5 separate regions of the Mus musculus genome follow, and all the other regions are linked to region 4. The links are chromatin contacts, called in public Hi-C, HiCAR-type and Micro-C maps. All regions are on one chromosome and are shown on one strand. The core of a region is the stretch at or near the end of the contact, and the rest is flanking DNA. Distances in the headings are between cores, read along the strand shown. Region 1 overlaps F13a1 (coagulation factor XIII, A1 subunit). Region 2 overlaps F13a1 (coagulation factor XIII, A1 subunit). Region 3 overlaps F13a1 (coagulation factor XIII, A1 subunit). Region 4 has its middle 21 kb from the start of Gm40913. Region 5 has its middle 9.9 kb from the start of Gm30489.

What was found. A called contact is a pair of places that touch in the nucleus more often than the background predicts. HiCAR-type assays count read pairs that join an accessible place to other places.
Region 1: a Micro-C map of granulosa cells shows a contact between it and region 4, with 2.9 times the contacts expected there. The contact joins two enhancer-like sites. A contact is called at or near these places in 2 of 15 datasets of contacts at CTCF or cohesin (CD8 T cells and the NIH/3T3 cell line), 10 of 484 Hi-C or Micro-C datasets (CD8 T cells, Sertoli cells, Th1 cells and 7 more), 7 of 115 datasets of contacts at active chromatin or transcription factors (CD8 T cells, astrocytes, bone marrow-derived macrophages and 3 more) and 1 of 9 other capture datasets (embryonic stem cells).
Region 2: a contact with region 4 is called in a Hi-C map of bone marrow-derived macrophages, with 15 read pairs. The contact joins two enhancer-like sites. A contact is called at or near these places in 5 of 39 promoter capture datasets (the 3T3-L1 cell line, embryonic stem cells, hematopoietic stem and progenitor cells and 2 more), 4 of 484 Hi-C or Micro-C datasets (the HL-1 cell line, the N1E-115 cell line, bone marrow-derived macrophages and 1 more), 3 of 115 datasets of contacts at active chromatin or transcription factors (embryonic stem cells and neural progenitor cells) and 2 of 9 other capture datasets (adipose tissue and embryonic stem cells).
Region 3: a Hi-C map of the N1E-115 cell line shows a contact between it and region 4, with 7 times the contacts expected there. The contact joins two enhancer-like sites. A contact is called at or near these places in 4 of 484 Hi-C or Micro-C datasets (the HL-1 cell line, the N1E-115 cell line, bone marrow-derived macrophages and 1 more), 5 of 115 datasets of contacts at active chromatin or transcription factors (bone marrow-derived macrophages, embryonic stem cells, neural tube and 1 more) and 2 of 9 other capture datasets (embryonic stem cells and macrophages).
Region 5: a HiCAR-type map of Th17 cells shows a contact between it and region 4, with 7 times the contacts expected there. The contact joins two enhancer-like sites. A contact is called at or near these places in 2 of 15 datasets of contacts at CTCF or cohesin (both in the NIH/3T3 cell line), 4 of 484 Hi-C or Micro-C datasets (CD4 T cells, CD8 T cells, Th1 cells and 1 more), 12 of 115 datasets of contacts at active chromatin or transcription factors (CD8 T cells, Th17 cells, Th2 cells and 9 more) and 1 of 9 other capture datasets (embryonic stem cells).

What each region holds. Positions count from the first base shown.
Region 1 is chr13:36,940,825-36,943,524 of GRCm38.p6, forward strand. All of the region lies in intron 8 of F13a1 (coagulation factor XIII, A1 subunit), which reads right to left. The region is part of intron 3 of Gm30489 (a long non-coding RNA gene); the gene reads left to right. Among named protein-coding and RNA genes, the nearest start is that of Gm30240, 47 kb to the right of the region's middle. Within about 2 kb of position 1,302, at least 9 of the 459 cell types and tissues checked have an H3K27ac peak or open chromatin away from gene starts, as enhancers often do. A contact at or near this core is called in granulosa cells and regulatory T cells, where this site is marked.
Region 2 is chr13:37,033,488-37,036,187 of GRCm38.p6, forward strand. The region is part of intron 2 of F13a1 (coagulation factor XIII, A1 subunit); the gene reads right to left. Among named protein-coding and RNA genes, the nearest start is that of F13a1, 14 kb to the right of the region's middle. Within about 2 kb of position 1,419, at least 1 of the 459 cell types and tissues checked has an H3K27ac peak or open chromatin away from gene starts, as enhancers often do. A contact at or near this core is called in bone marrow-derived macrophages, where this site is marked.
Region 3 is chr13:36,914,625-36,917,324 of GRCm38.p6, forward strand. F13a1 (coagulation factor XIII, A1 subunit) reads right to left here. Exons shown (of 15, transcript NM_028784.3): 10 at 2,240-2,328. The region is part of intron 3 of Gm30489 (a long non-coding RNA gene); the gene reads left to right. Among named protein-coding and RNA genes, the nearest start is that of Gm30240, 73 kb to the right of the region's middle. Within about 2 kb of position 1,332, at least 1 of the 459 cell types and tissues checked has an H3K27ac peak or open chromatin away from gene starts, as enhancers often do. A contact at or near this core is called in the N1E-115 cell line, where this site is marked.
Region 4 is chr13:37,311,362-37,314,061 of GRCm38.p6, forward strand. No RefSeq gene overlaps it. Among named protein-coding and RNA genes, the nearest start is that of Gm40913, 21 kb to the right of the region's middle. RefSeq lists an enhancer at 1-2,449. Within about 2 kb of position 1,355, at least 95 of the 459 cell types and tissues checked have an H3K27ac peak or open chromatin away from gene starts, as enhancers often do. A contact at or near this core is called in the N1E-115 cell line, Th1 cells, Th17 cells and 3 more, where this site is marked.
Region 5 is chr13:36,812,788-36,815,487 of GRCm38.p6, forward strand. No RefSeq gene overlaps it. Among named protein-coding and RNA genes, the nearest start is that of Gm30489, 9.9 kb to the right of the region's middle. Within about 2 kb of position 1,319, at least 11 of the 459 cell types and tissues checked have an H3K27ac peak or open chromatin away from gene starts, as enhancers often do. A contact at or near this core is called in Th1 cells, Th17 cells and regulatory T cells, where this site is marked.

The DNA.
Region 1 (2,700 bases), core at 52-2,551, 370 kb before region 4:
CTGAGGGTAGGGCTGGGTGAGAGCCATTTCTCCTCAGAACTGCAACAGACAACTAGGCCAAGAGTGACCTCTGGGTAGTCAGCCTAGGTCCAGTAACCATTTCTATCCATGCTTGAGCCTCTGCCTAGCAATAGTTTCTCACCCCCAAGCCCCGGATAAGCCTTTCTTTCCACCACTGGCAAGCATTGCTGTAATCAGCGTCAGAGCTGCCATTAGTTGGTACAGACTGAGAACACGATACCAACACCAAACTGCCCTGGATCTTTTCACATTTTAGAACCTTTTCATACACCTAATTAGGTATCTTTGAGGTGGAACCCAAATCTTGGCTTGAACTTGACCTATGTGTCATACACATCTCACCTACATTCAGAAGGTGATTCTGCATATGTCATTGTGTTTGTGAGTCTCACATGAGAGGGTACACGGAATTATCTATATGCACACACGAAATTCCGGATTTGTGTACTATTTCTGGTTAGACATGACCAATCTGTGCTTTGTGTGGATGGTCTCCTTTAATTACTTGTCACAGTCACCCCACTAGGAAATGGTAGTTCCTGGGATGATGAGGGCCCTGAAACTCAGAGAAGTGACATCATTTCCTTAATACCAAACATCAAATAATAGCTTAACATGAAGCTTGTCATCTGTCTGTCTGTCTGTCTGTCCCTCTGTCTGTCCCCCCTCTGTCTCTTTCTGTCTCTGTCTCTCTCTCTCTCTCTCTCTCTCTCTCTCTCTCTCTCTCTGTGTGTGTGTGTGTGTGTGTGTGTGTGTGTGTGTGTGTGTGTGATGTCCACATTCTGGTTGATGTGTCCTGGAGAGCCTCCACCAACCCCTCAAGCAAGGAGAGTCCTTGACACGGTCTGGCTTCTTAGAACACACATAGTTTATAAAGCGTACCAGTGATTGTGCAGGCATGACAACTATCTGCCTTTTCTTTTAAAATACCCCCCAAGTCACAAGAGTATCAGTCATCTCAGGACACTGGGCACCCCTCTCTTCTGAGTTTCTCAAGGTACTCAGGAGGATGGCAACATATTGCCTCCCCGAGACTCCAGCTGTGCATCTAATAAAGAAGGCGATCCCAGCAGCCAGCGTTCATTAGGCACCTGCTACACTCAGCTCTGTACTGAGTGAAACAAGGATTTCTGTCATCTCTACTTTAGAAGAGGAAAGAGGCACAGAGAAACTCTGCCTTGCTCAAGGTCACACAGCTGGCCTTCAGTAGAGCCAAGACACTGAGACCTTCTGTCCCTGTCCTTGGAGTCTGGGCATGTCTCAAATTGGGGTAGCACAGACCTCTATCAGTGAGGTGCCTAGTCACCGTACATAAACTCTGCCAAGCCTCATCAGGAGAGGGCAGAATAATCCAGAGCACTGGTTACACACAGGATGTTGATGACCAGGCCAGGATCAAGGTCTTATGTGCTAGGGGGGTATCAGGAAGACTCTGAGAGAGGGAACAAAATTCAGAACAAGATGTCAGAAAGTCACTCCATGACTTTATACCAACTGTATTTAGGATTTCATTATACACTATGGCAGGTTCCTCATAGGGACCTAGGAGACTGATGCTGCCTATATAAAGGGTCTCTCTCTCTCTCTCTCTCTCTCTCTCTCTCTCTCTGTGTGTGTGTGTGTGTGTGTGTGTGTGTGTGTGTGTGTGTGTGTGTGTGTGGTCATGATGCAGAGAAAACAAAAACAAAATCCTTCTCTTTCTACCATTACCATTGACAGTAGGCTTTAGGGGCTGATGTTTTGATCTGTTTTGGCCATTCCAGACGGGCAGGGTTGTGAGCTGTAATTCCACAGGTTTAAATGGTTCTTTAAATTGCTGTTGAGTTTCCATGGGCTAGGCTTTGTCCAGCCCATGCCCTCCAGCTCCCTATCTCAACTCACTCCTTCAAACAAGAGGCTTTATATTTTATCCATAGTAACCTGCTGCTGTGAGTTGGGGCCACTGCAGCCATTTCCCCCTTTCAGCATTCTCCAGTGGCCACTCTCAGGGCCTGGTGAGTGAACGCCAATCCATGCCCACAATGCAGGGTTTCAGACGCTTCTCACCTTGACTTTCTTAGGATGCACTTGTAACTTCCCACCACCCCCAGTTGGGTGCTTTTACAACAGACAGTGCCTTAGCTTCATGACTCGTGAGGAACAACTAACTACACAGGACACAGTTTTGCCTGGGAAATCTCACCCTGTTAATGCTTGGTGACTGCTCAAATCATGTCCCAAGTTCACGCCACATATAGTTTCCTAAATGTCCCTTCATTTGGATTCAGAGGAGTTTCTCCTCATGTAAGTGTGCCACGTTGGACTGGTGGCATCTCCACAAACAACAACTTCTTCGGGCTCTTACACTCCCTATAAGATGGCCAGCTTCTGGTACTGCACTGAATGGTAAAAGATGCATGGCATTGGTGTTTGGAAGGGATGTCGCGTTTTCCTCCTCTTGATCTTTAAATGAAAGCTGGGCACATAGTCAAGGCCAGATTTAACCCTATCCTCAAAGAGTCATTCTGTATTTCAGAAGTAAAAATATGTGGGGTGAAGAATTGGAGAAGTCTATTGCCACTTTACAAGTTATGTGACCGTGATACAAATCTGTTTGGGCCTCAGCTTCCACATCTGCAATCTTGTGTCACTCATCTGATTAAAACTATTAGGGCAGGTAAGATTGTACAGACACATAAA
Region 2 (2,700 bases), core at 169-2,668, 280 kb before region 4:
ACATAAAAGTGAAACTTGGCTGAGGTGTGGAAGATTAAAAGCCACTCTGATAGGTAAAGGGTTTAAAGCAATCATGTTCAAAACGGCAGTCAAATGTATAAGGTGCGTGGAAAGATGAAACCAGGTGGCTTATTCTCTGGAAATAGAAAATGACAGCCATGTTCCTGTCTCTTCAAAGTAAGCTTCTAATGGTTCAGTGGAATCACTAGGTGTTTTAATCTGTTTCTCATTACTGTAAGAAATGACTGAGACTGGATTTTTGTGAAGAAAAAGAAGGAGATGAGAAGAGAGAAAGGGAAGAAGGAACGGAGGACAAGGAGGAGGGAAGGAAAGAAAAGAAGAGAAGAGGGAAGGAGAAAGAGAAGAGGAAAGGGGAAGGAGGAGAGGAAGGAGAGATGAGGAAAGGAGAGGACAAAAAGGGAGGAAGGAGATGGAGAGGAAAGGAGAGGAAGAAGAAGGGAGGAGAGGGGAGAAGAGAGGGGAGGAGAGGAAAGGGGAGCAGGGAGATGGAGGAGAGATTGGGGAGGAGAGAGAAGAGGGGGAAAGAAGAGGGGGAGACAGAGGGGAGGGAAGGAGAAGAGAGGGGAAGAGAAGAGAGAGAAAAGAGAAGAAAGGAGAGAAGAGCAATAAGGTAGTTAGATGCTAACAGTTTAAGCCACATATTCTGTCTCTGTTGAGGGACCTGAACAACACCTCATGCTGTGTGGCACATAGCATCATAAAGGCAGAAGCTTGACAAAAGAGAAAGAGATCTCATGACCAGGCCTACAGAGAGTGATTTATGGCCAGGCTCTATCTTTTGTAAAAACCCACTTTGGTGAGAACTAGCTCAGGGGTCCCATAGGGAGGACTTTAATCTCTTCCAAGGGCACCCCCCCCCCACTCACACACATCAGGACCTTTCAGTAGGCCCTGCCTCTCAGTTCACCACACAGAGACTAAGTTTTAGCATACGAACCTTTGCGGACAAACTACATCCAAATCCCAGCACTGAAAGTCAGTGTTGGGGAAGGAGGTAAGGTCTGCAATGTCACTAAATGGATGGCATTTCTCTGGTTGTTCATGGATAGTCAAACACAAAGCAAGACAGAAACAGAATCCTTGTAACAAGGAACACATTTGGTTACCAAGAAACATGGACATAGGTATAAAAATAGCCTAAGGCATTCTAGTACCCCCTTGCCTAGTCATGCTCCTCCCCAAGTGTATGGCACTCAGAAATCATCAGTTTAGCTGGTGGACGGATTGTACTTTGCTTATTGACCTAACAAGACATAACTTAGATAGAGAGAGCCTTCTTAGCATTTAGGGCTCGTTCACCACAAGCAGCAAATGAATTCACATCTCCCTGCCCAAGCCCAGCTCCTAGCAAAATGGAACAGCTCTCTGGGAAGCCACTTCTTCTTTTTTTTTTTTTTTTAAGTTATATTATGGCTAGGAACTTGGCAGCTTGCCCTTTCAAAGTGACAGCTTTCAAAAAGTCTACCTAACACAATTTAGTCTAATTCCAAACACATCAGAAAATGGGCTGTTAAAGAAAGAATGTTTCTCCCCGAGAGTCAGCGGCTTCCCTGTCCTCCTACTCTCTCCCTAATATGAAAAAAAGTGAATTATCTTCTCCCTGGGTTGCAAAAATATTCTTCTGAGAATGATTATACCTGTCACAGATGGGATCTTGAAATAAGTTAAATGTTTAGGTTCATATTCTAGGAATTCCCTGGTGAGCTGAGTTCTCCTTGCAATTTTTGGTAACATTATTACTAAGCTATAGGCATTAACGCTATGCACGAGGAAGTAGGTCTGTTTATGGTGGAAAGAACCACAGGAAGACTTTTTCTCACACATCTTTTGGCGACTCAGGAGGAGAAAGTATAATTAGAACAATTAAAGACATTTTTCTTCAGAAGCTATTATTTAAACTGTGGCTACTTAAATGTCTTATAGCCTTAAATGCTTCAGAAATCTTAGAACAAAAGAAATGAGACTCACACCTTCTCCAGGGCTGAAGACCTTCTAGTCTACCTCTGCTCTAGCCTGAAAATATCTTCTGTCAATTTTCTCTTCACCATGAGAGTTACTTTTATAGAACATAAATCTGCTATTGAGAGTCCACAGCAAGTCCCCTATGTTCTGTGGGATGGAAGGACAGTAGAGTCTTCAATGCTTATTGTAGCGTGACCCCTGCCAAGTTTTTAAGGCTTGTCTTTTTTGTCCTTCAGCCAATTCTCACCACTTTTGAAAACAATCTTCCATGTACTCTTCATCCTTTATTCCTTCATCTTTTAAAAGAGATGTATTTATTCTTTTCCCTTCCAGGTGGTGTCAGGGTGTGGGGTGTGGGAGGGGGTGGTGGTATGTATTCCTGTGTATGTATTTTAAGGCAGGGTCTCTCCCTGAAGCTGAGGTTCAAGTTTTCTCAGTTAGGTTGGAAACAGACAAACTCATCAATCCTCCTGTCTCCTCTCATCTTAAGATCTGGGGTTACAGGAGTGTGTAGGATGCCTAATGAGCTACATGGGCACTAGGATCTAGTACCCATGATTGTCCACCAAGCTCCCTAACCCAGGAAGTCATCTCTCTAGCCCGCTGCTTCTTCTTCATTTGACATGTGGTCTACATCATCTGTATGTAGTACAGACTGTTCAGAAAATCATGATTCCCAACCTCCCATATACAGACATTTCAAGCTTGCACTACCAC
Region 3 (2,700 bases), core at 82-2,581, 400 kb before region 4:
ATGCTAAAGTTGCCTGCTCACCCCTTTGCGGTCCTAGCGAGCACCTCTTGAGAGAAGACACCTCGGGTGCTTTTTAGGCAGCTTATACATCTCTGACAAATAGCTCGAACCTGGAGCCCAGCCCAAACTCAGGCAACAAACAGCCTGCACAGCAAAGAAGCCTCTGCAGCCGCGAGAGAGGAGCAATTATCTGCATAGCCTGATGACATTCCTAACACCCTGATCTATATTTAATAACAGCAAAAAGCGCTTGCATTAACAGCTATTAGGACCTTCACCACTGCAAGGAGGGCCACCCGCTCTCCTCGGTAGCAATAAAGCACAATAAAAGTATAAAAAGAAAGCTACATGGGTTTCAGAGCCATCTCCCATGAAGAGATTCTCGGAGTGTCATAAACTGTCAGATGAGGGCAGGGGAGACTTGTACAGATTTTCAATCTCAAAACAAAATCAAATGGATAAAACTCCAAGCACTGTAAGGCTGCTCTCTGGAGGCTTCTAGAGGCATCTAGAAACCACAATAGCAGATAGAGTGCAGTCCTTCTGTGATTTCTGCTGTCTAAATGTCTGAATAACCATTGCTCCATCCCCTGTAAGCCCAAAGCACTCTGCTCTTAGAACTAGGGTCATATCCAAAGGCAAATGCTCTTTGGCTTTTGATAAGATTACATTTTGATTAAATTGATGACATATAGAAGATTTGATTAGCCGAAGAAACAGTTCTTATCCTTTCCCTACAGGACATCTTAGCTGAATGGCAGGACACACTGTAGGTGTTTGTTCTTTTCCCTGTGGTTATGGGGCTGACTGGGAGCTGCAGCTTGCTGCCACCCAGTATCATCTGAGAGGATCTGACCATGTGTGTTTATCCCAGGAAGAGATCCTAATTCCAAACCCAAAGTGTGGTTTCTATTGAATTTGTACCATTCCTTTGCACCATTATAAGGTTTAAAGATTGTAAGTGGAGATATCACGGGTCAGGAGCCATCTCTACTTACACAGGGAATCATGGTTGCCAAGCTACTTCCTGCCTTAGAGTATTAGGGTGTTTGCTATCTTTCAGTTTCTGGCTCTTTTTTTTTCTTAATGAGTGCATCTCCATGTATGAATGCAATCTTATGCTGACTGTATTGCTCATACGATAGCTACAAGTGTTCTTGGTATTACCACATTTCACTACTGATGTGTGGATTGATTTACTGACATATTCCCACCCAAGGATGATCCATCCCAAGGCCCTGGGCCTCAGAGCTCCCCCCGTAGCCTTCCCTGGTGTGAGCTAACAGGAGATACATAGTCCTTCCAGAGTGACTGCCCGGCTAAACTCAAGTGCCCACTCGGTTTCAAAATTCAGCACAGCTCTTTATTAGCTACATTACTGGGGAAAGGATATTAGTCTCTCTGCTTTACCTCGCCCTGATTTTCTTTTCAGTTCAACGGGGAAACTGATAGTACTCACTTTAAAAGGATTTCTATGAGCATCAAGTGGCAGGCAGAGTGATTGCTGGATACAGGAGCGAACCCTTCCCGTGTTGATTGCTGTACATACACCTCAAAGGAGTTCTACATCTCAGCCTTTAATACCCTCATCCCCAAGAGACTCCCAGGATTCTCCTTTACCCGACGTCTCTCACCCTGATTTAATTAGCTGTTTCCTGTCCTTCAAGCTCCTGCCCTATTATTCTGGCATCTTAGACCCTTTACTTAACATCTTTATCAACCCCTTAAGTGGTCAAAATTTCTCTACTTGAGTAGCACTTTATACCTTTCCTTCTCTTTTTGCCTGCTATTGGTGCTGCTGGTGGTGCTGCTGGTGATGGTGGTAGTGTGTGTATTGATTTTTGTGTACTTCTGGGTCAGTCTTAGATGGGAGTTACATACTCTGAAACTGCCACAGCAAGGCCACTTTTTACTGAGCTTTAGTTGAGTGATCGATCCACTTCATCATTTGATGTCTTCAGAATTATCCTCGTCAGTTCCTAGGTGCCCAGAACTAAACTCAGGTTTGCAAATCTCTTGCTTTTAGTAGAAATACAACCTCAAAAGTCTAAGACAGGAAAGCGTTAAGTAGGAATTGCGTTTAGCATTTAAAAAACCCGAGGCTGGAAAGATGTCTGGTTGACAGGAAGCATACTCGATGTACCTGGGAAATCGAGAAGTAGCAACCTGGTGTCTAACTCTTCAGTGTGTTAAGAGACAGTGGTGGAAAATTGGCACTTGCCTCCAGCTTTCCACTTACCTCTGCAAAAACAAACGGGGCATCAAACTGGAAGCAGACATGGCCATGCTTAACGGCTTGGACAGAGGCAGGGCCACAGCGGTACATGCCTGTAGCACACAACAAAGAGGAAGGCAGTGTGAATTTGTAGTTTTCAATTCTGCCCATCCACAGGACAGCACACAGCACTTAGGCAGCCTACAGACACCAGTACTCCCCAGCTTCACCACTGACTTTGCCTAAATGCTTTCACTGGCTACAGGAGACAGATGACTGATGTGTGTCGTCAATAGGGTTCTACTAGGAAGGCTAACCCAATCCTGAATGTGACAGAGAGGAAAAGAATATGGGGACAATAGTTTTCCTAATTCTGTTCAGTTGACTGCAACCATATGCACTAAGCTATGTATCAGCTGGTACCTATCCTGGTTAGCATTTATTTATTTATTTATTTATGGGAGGAAAACCTTAGCTGGGAAAAT
Region 4 (2,700 bases), core at 105-2,604:
CGGCCCTTGGCCCACATTAGACTCTTTCATCTCCATTTTGTGAGTTTATCCCCGCAGATCCCTGCAAACTCCTGGAGGTCAGAGCTGAGCACCTCTGTGTTCCTTTTTCCAGGCAGGTTGTCTACACATGCTATTAAACTAGACAGGCGCTCTTCCTCATCCCTCCTTTCCCACTCGCCCAATGCTCAGAAATCAAACAAAGCCAGAGGGACCAGGACACGCCCTGGAGGAGCAGGAGGGGACCTGGGACCAGCTTCTCCTGTCTATCAGTAATTAGAGCGGTGGGGGAGGGGCTGCCCTTGGCACAGACAGGTCCTTAAAGGCTGCTGCCCCAGAAACTGCCTTCAGATCGACAGCCAAGGGAATCGCGATGAAAAATTCATCAGCTTCTTACTTTCCGCGGCCCAGCTGCGCCTAGCAGATGACCTCGGCGGGGACAAGCCCGCTGTGAGACACCGTCTGGTCGCTTCGAGGGGGCCAGCCCAGGCCTGCCGGGGAGCACTGCACCGCTGGGCTTTGTGCGTGCGCCATGAGCACGCGCCTATGAGGCCTAGAAGTACCACCGAGGTTTGACTGCTGGGGACCAGAGACAGTCATCGGACCTTTTGGTGCAAGCTACTGGGAGCCAGAGTGTCACTCTCTAGCAGGCGCCTGCGGTCCATCTTGCCCATCATACACTGTCCTACACAAGGCGCGACCTACTAGTGGAAGCAATACCAATTGGGTGGGCACCTGGGATCGTGGAAGCCCTGTAAGCTATAAAACTTCTAACCCTGGAGACTGGTCATCCTAACTAGACCTTACTTTCATGCCACCACCTCCCACCTTTGCTGGCCCCAAGCTGCCTCCTGAAGTTCTGGATGGGGTAGGTTCTCTTGAGCTGGGGTGGCCTGGGAGGATGACAGAGATCCAGTTGGGGAAATGCTACTGAGTTGCAGGTTTCTGGAGGCCTCTCCAGCCCCTGCCATCTGGGCACTGCACAGACAGACGCTGCGTGGGTCCCTAGAGCTTGCCACCTCCGCGCCACACTGCCAGCCATGCCGCTGCGGCTGCAGAAAAGCCTCACGTCCGAGATTGCTGGACCGTGGGTGGGGGTAGGGAGCGCAAAGCGAGACTAGGCGCGGGAGGCGGGGGAGCGGGGGGCCACTCCTGGACTCTGAATTTTAAAGTTGTTTTCTTGCAATCACACTTTAATATGCACCGATGTCTGGTCTGCGGACCACGCAATGTAGTGAGATGCCATGTTGGCCTCTTTGGAATCCGCAGTAGGTTTTTTTGTGCTGTTCTGCTGGGGAATCAAATGTGGTGATTAGGGAAGTTTTATATTCAGGTCAGGCTTTCCCAGGACTAGAGAATGTACTACAACTTAGGCCAACATCGCCATCTGGTGGTATCATCGAGGGACTCGAGCAGGTGTGGGGAGACCAGAGGAATGATGTCATGGTCTGCAATTTTTTTCTTGAGGGGCGGGATGCTGGCTGGCTGCGGATCTAGTATTGCCTGATGCATTGTTTCTCGGATTTGGGGTTTTGCTGTTATTCACAGGTGAATCACCAAGTAAGCAAGGGTCCTTCCTAAAACTAATACCTTACATTTCACCCCATTGCAGAATTGAATTTAAACCTAAAAGACCCAATGGCTTTGACAGTCTTGAAGCAGGACTCCTTATGTGATCTTTCCTGGGTCCGTCTAAGTTGTTCACTTGACAGCCCCTCCCCGAGGTGTTTCTCCCTCCGGAATTCAACTGCAGAATCATCTGTGTGTTCAGAGCCCGCTTGCATTCTTCTGAGTTTCCATTCCTTCAAGACTAAGGAACAGGCTTCACACTGCCTATAAGCATAGGGTCCCATCTTCAGAGGCATCTCCCTGGCTCCCTTAGTCACTCCTCTGTTCTTTGCTTTACCAGATCTGGATAGAAAAGCCAGCTCCCTTGCTCCTCTGTACTTCTGTCCTCAGCATCCCTCAACACTTTGCCCCTCACCTTAGCTCTAGCCAACAACTGACAGCAAGCACCATTCTGCCTTGCCCCTCGTCCCACCCAAGGCTAAGAAGAAAGGGTGGCCTGAGGTCGCTGAGTGGGCTGGCTGCACATTGAAGGTTCAGGTGAGACCGCAGTGCCGCTTGATGGTGAGCCGGCGTTGATTCCTGCACTGCAGATCTTCTCAGTTTCTTCTCCTCTTTAGCTTTGTGTCTGTACAATACTTGGCTAGTTCAGAAGCAGATCCTCCCACTTTCCAGACACTCTTGCTCCTCAATGTTGCCTCTTCTACCTTAAAGTAGTTGTGTCACTGCCTGGCCTTTTATTCTCTCTTACTTCGGAGGAGGAAAAACAAGAAAACAAAAACACAAAACAAAACAAAACAAAAAAAACCTTTCATCTTTTGCAAACCCTGTGTATCTGCTTTTACCTGCAACACAAACTACTGCCTGCAAGTAAACAGGGGTGGGGAAGAAGAAGCCCCTAAGAAAATGTACAGAAAGAATGGCTACTAGCATTCTCAGAAGAATGGATAAAAATACTGAATGCATTTTATATATGTGTGTGTGTACAAGAATAAATATATATATGACTATATATGTGAATACATATTGTATACACAAGAAAGGGAATAGTAAGAAGACAGAAAGGGGATTTTTAAAAGTTTTAAATGCTAGTAACAATGAAAGATTGAAAAATGTAACATTTCACATAAGCTTCCC
Region 5 (2,700 bases), core at 69-2,568, 500 kb before region 4:
ACACACACGAGTATTATCAGCTCTAAATAAGAATAAATAATGCCCTTTTAGCGACATGAAAGGAAGTGGAGAACTTTATATGAAGTGAAATAAATAAGATTCCAAAAGACAACCACAGTATGCTTTCTCTCATATGTGGAAGTTAACAGGATCCCCAGTGGAGGAGTTAGAGAAAGTGCCCAAGGAGGTGAAGGGGTCTGCAACCCTATAGGAGGAACAACAATATGAACTAACCAGTACCCCCCAGAGCTCATGTCTCTAGCTGCATATGTAGCAGAAGATGGCCTAGTCAGCCATCATCGGGAGGAGAGGCCCCTTGGTCTTGCAAACTTTATATGACCCAGTACAGGGGAACGCCAGGGCCAAGAAGTGGGAGTGGGTGGGTAGGGGAGCTGGGCAGGGGGAGAGTACAGAGAACTTTCAAGATAGCATTTGAAATGTAAATAAAGAAAATATCTAATAATAATAATAATAATAAAAAGACTGGACGCATACCAGTGATTATCAGGCATCAGCAAGGGTGGAAGGGAGGATGTTTGGAGAAAGTGATAGAAAAGGGGAGGTCTGATTTGATCACTGCAATGTTGTATGCATATGCAAAATATTATACTACACTCCATTAATTTGCACAGTTAGTACTTATTAACAATGATAGTAAAAAAGAGGGAGTTGAAGGCAGGGAGAATAGGTAGGATACTACTCTCTGCATTGGTACAAATGTTAGCTTGATGACAGAAGGTTTTGAGCAAAGAAAAAGGAGGAATGAATGAGGAAGATATTATCCAGAAAGATCAACAATTTCATCTGGCTAAACAGATGCTTGAGGAAAGAGTGAAGCAAGCTAGAGATCATTCCGAAGCTCCAGTGTGTGTAATGCCACCAGGCAAAAATGGACATTCCAGCATGTAACAGGTTTGAGGGGAAAATGGAATTCAATTACACAACAGTTGGATCTGAGATGATAGATAGAAAATTGTGTCAATTGGGATTCTTATTTGGAAGAAAATCAAGCTTTGAAGTGGAAGGTGGAGTCACTTGGGAGTTTGGAGGCGATCTGAAGAGCCAGGCTCAACTTCCCACCCTGAGAGAAGCTCTGGGTCATGAGTTTACCCTGGCTGCCTCTGAGGCTTGGACCCTGCAGTATGCACACACCAGACCTCCTGGCACTTGAGACCCCTTTTGCAGTCACTGTCATTGAATGACAAGCTTGAGAGCCTTGCTTCCTTAGAAGGACTAAGGACTTCTGAAACAAGGGACAGGGCCACCCACCCCAGAGGAGCATAGACCACATTGTCACATCTTGTTGCAAGGGCAGCTGAGAAAATGAGCAGAGCAGTCTTTCCTACCTGTGGTTTTGGTTGCTGCAGTTTCTGTCAACCATGGTCTGAGAATGGAATAGAAAGTTTCAGAAACAAAGATTCATACTTCTTGCTTGTCACCCTGAGCACAAATTGCTCATCTCTGAGCCTCCAGGAAAGTGAATACACCCTTTGTCACTGGGCCCATGATGGAGAGAGGGCATGGGGGGAGGAAGTCATTTACATGACTTTTATTACAATATATTGTTACAATAGCTCTATGATTGCTGTTATTACTCTTACTATGCCTAATTTTATAAATTAAATTTGATTATAATCTTAATAGAGTATAAAACAGTGTATAGGACTTAGAACTTTGTGTGACTCAGAGTACACTGTGACATCTTCACTGAGAATGGGGGGGGGGCTTTTAAAATATATTGGAGTAGGATGTGGGTGCTGTCTCCACCAAAACTCATTAGTTTTCAGAAGTCCCCTAACATGAGAAAAAGGATAAAATTTCAGGTAGACAAAAAGATTGATCATGTACTCAGTAGAGTTTAGCAGTTTGGAAGGGAACACAGACTAGAGTCTGGGATTGGTATACTCACTCTTGAAGGGAATTCTTTTCAACTAGAGGGTGTAGTACAGGGGTGTAGATGCTGAAGATGGAAATTTAGAGACAATGGAACTTATGAGGCCGAAGGAGTCAAGGATGAGACAACAGATAAGTTCTTAAGATATTTTCCATGGAGTGGAGAGAGTCCTAAGCCTGGGGAAACATTAGTCTTTTGATTCAGAGCTCAAGGTTGGCCATTTTTTTCCATTCAAAAAAGTCACTGGGTAAGTTGTGGGTTGATTTTGAGGAAGCAATTGTGGGAGGCATGATGAAACCATTTCTAAGCATGACAGAGAATACTCACTGTACAATTGGAAATGATTTTTACTCGTGTTGTAAAATTACTCACCTGCTCTATTTACTGGCCCCTTAAGGAGAGTCTAGTTGTGGAGTATAGTTTAGCAATTGACTTTATGCGTTTCCCTGAATACTCAATGTCTTCCAGCTAGGTCCTTCTGCACATTGAGTGATAGTTGTTATCAATATTTGAAATCTCTGGCTAAGTAGAGACATTCTGTACACTGGCTTCTGCAGACACCTGCTGAGCAGGGAATCACAGGATCACAGCATTGTTGGAGATGCGTTTACAGTGAAATACATGAAGGGGGGCAGGTACATGGAGTTCTTTGGAGTCCACAGAGCCTGGTTTTTCTGTATTCCTTCTTAGTCAGAAAAATTCATTTTAATTTAATTGATGGAAGAATTAGCAGTGTTCTCTGGCATGGAAAAGAAGTGATGCAAGGTCTTCTGACCATATCTGTAGGTGTCTCAGTCACAGACAAA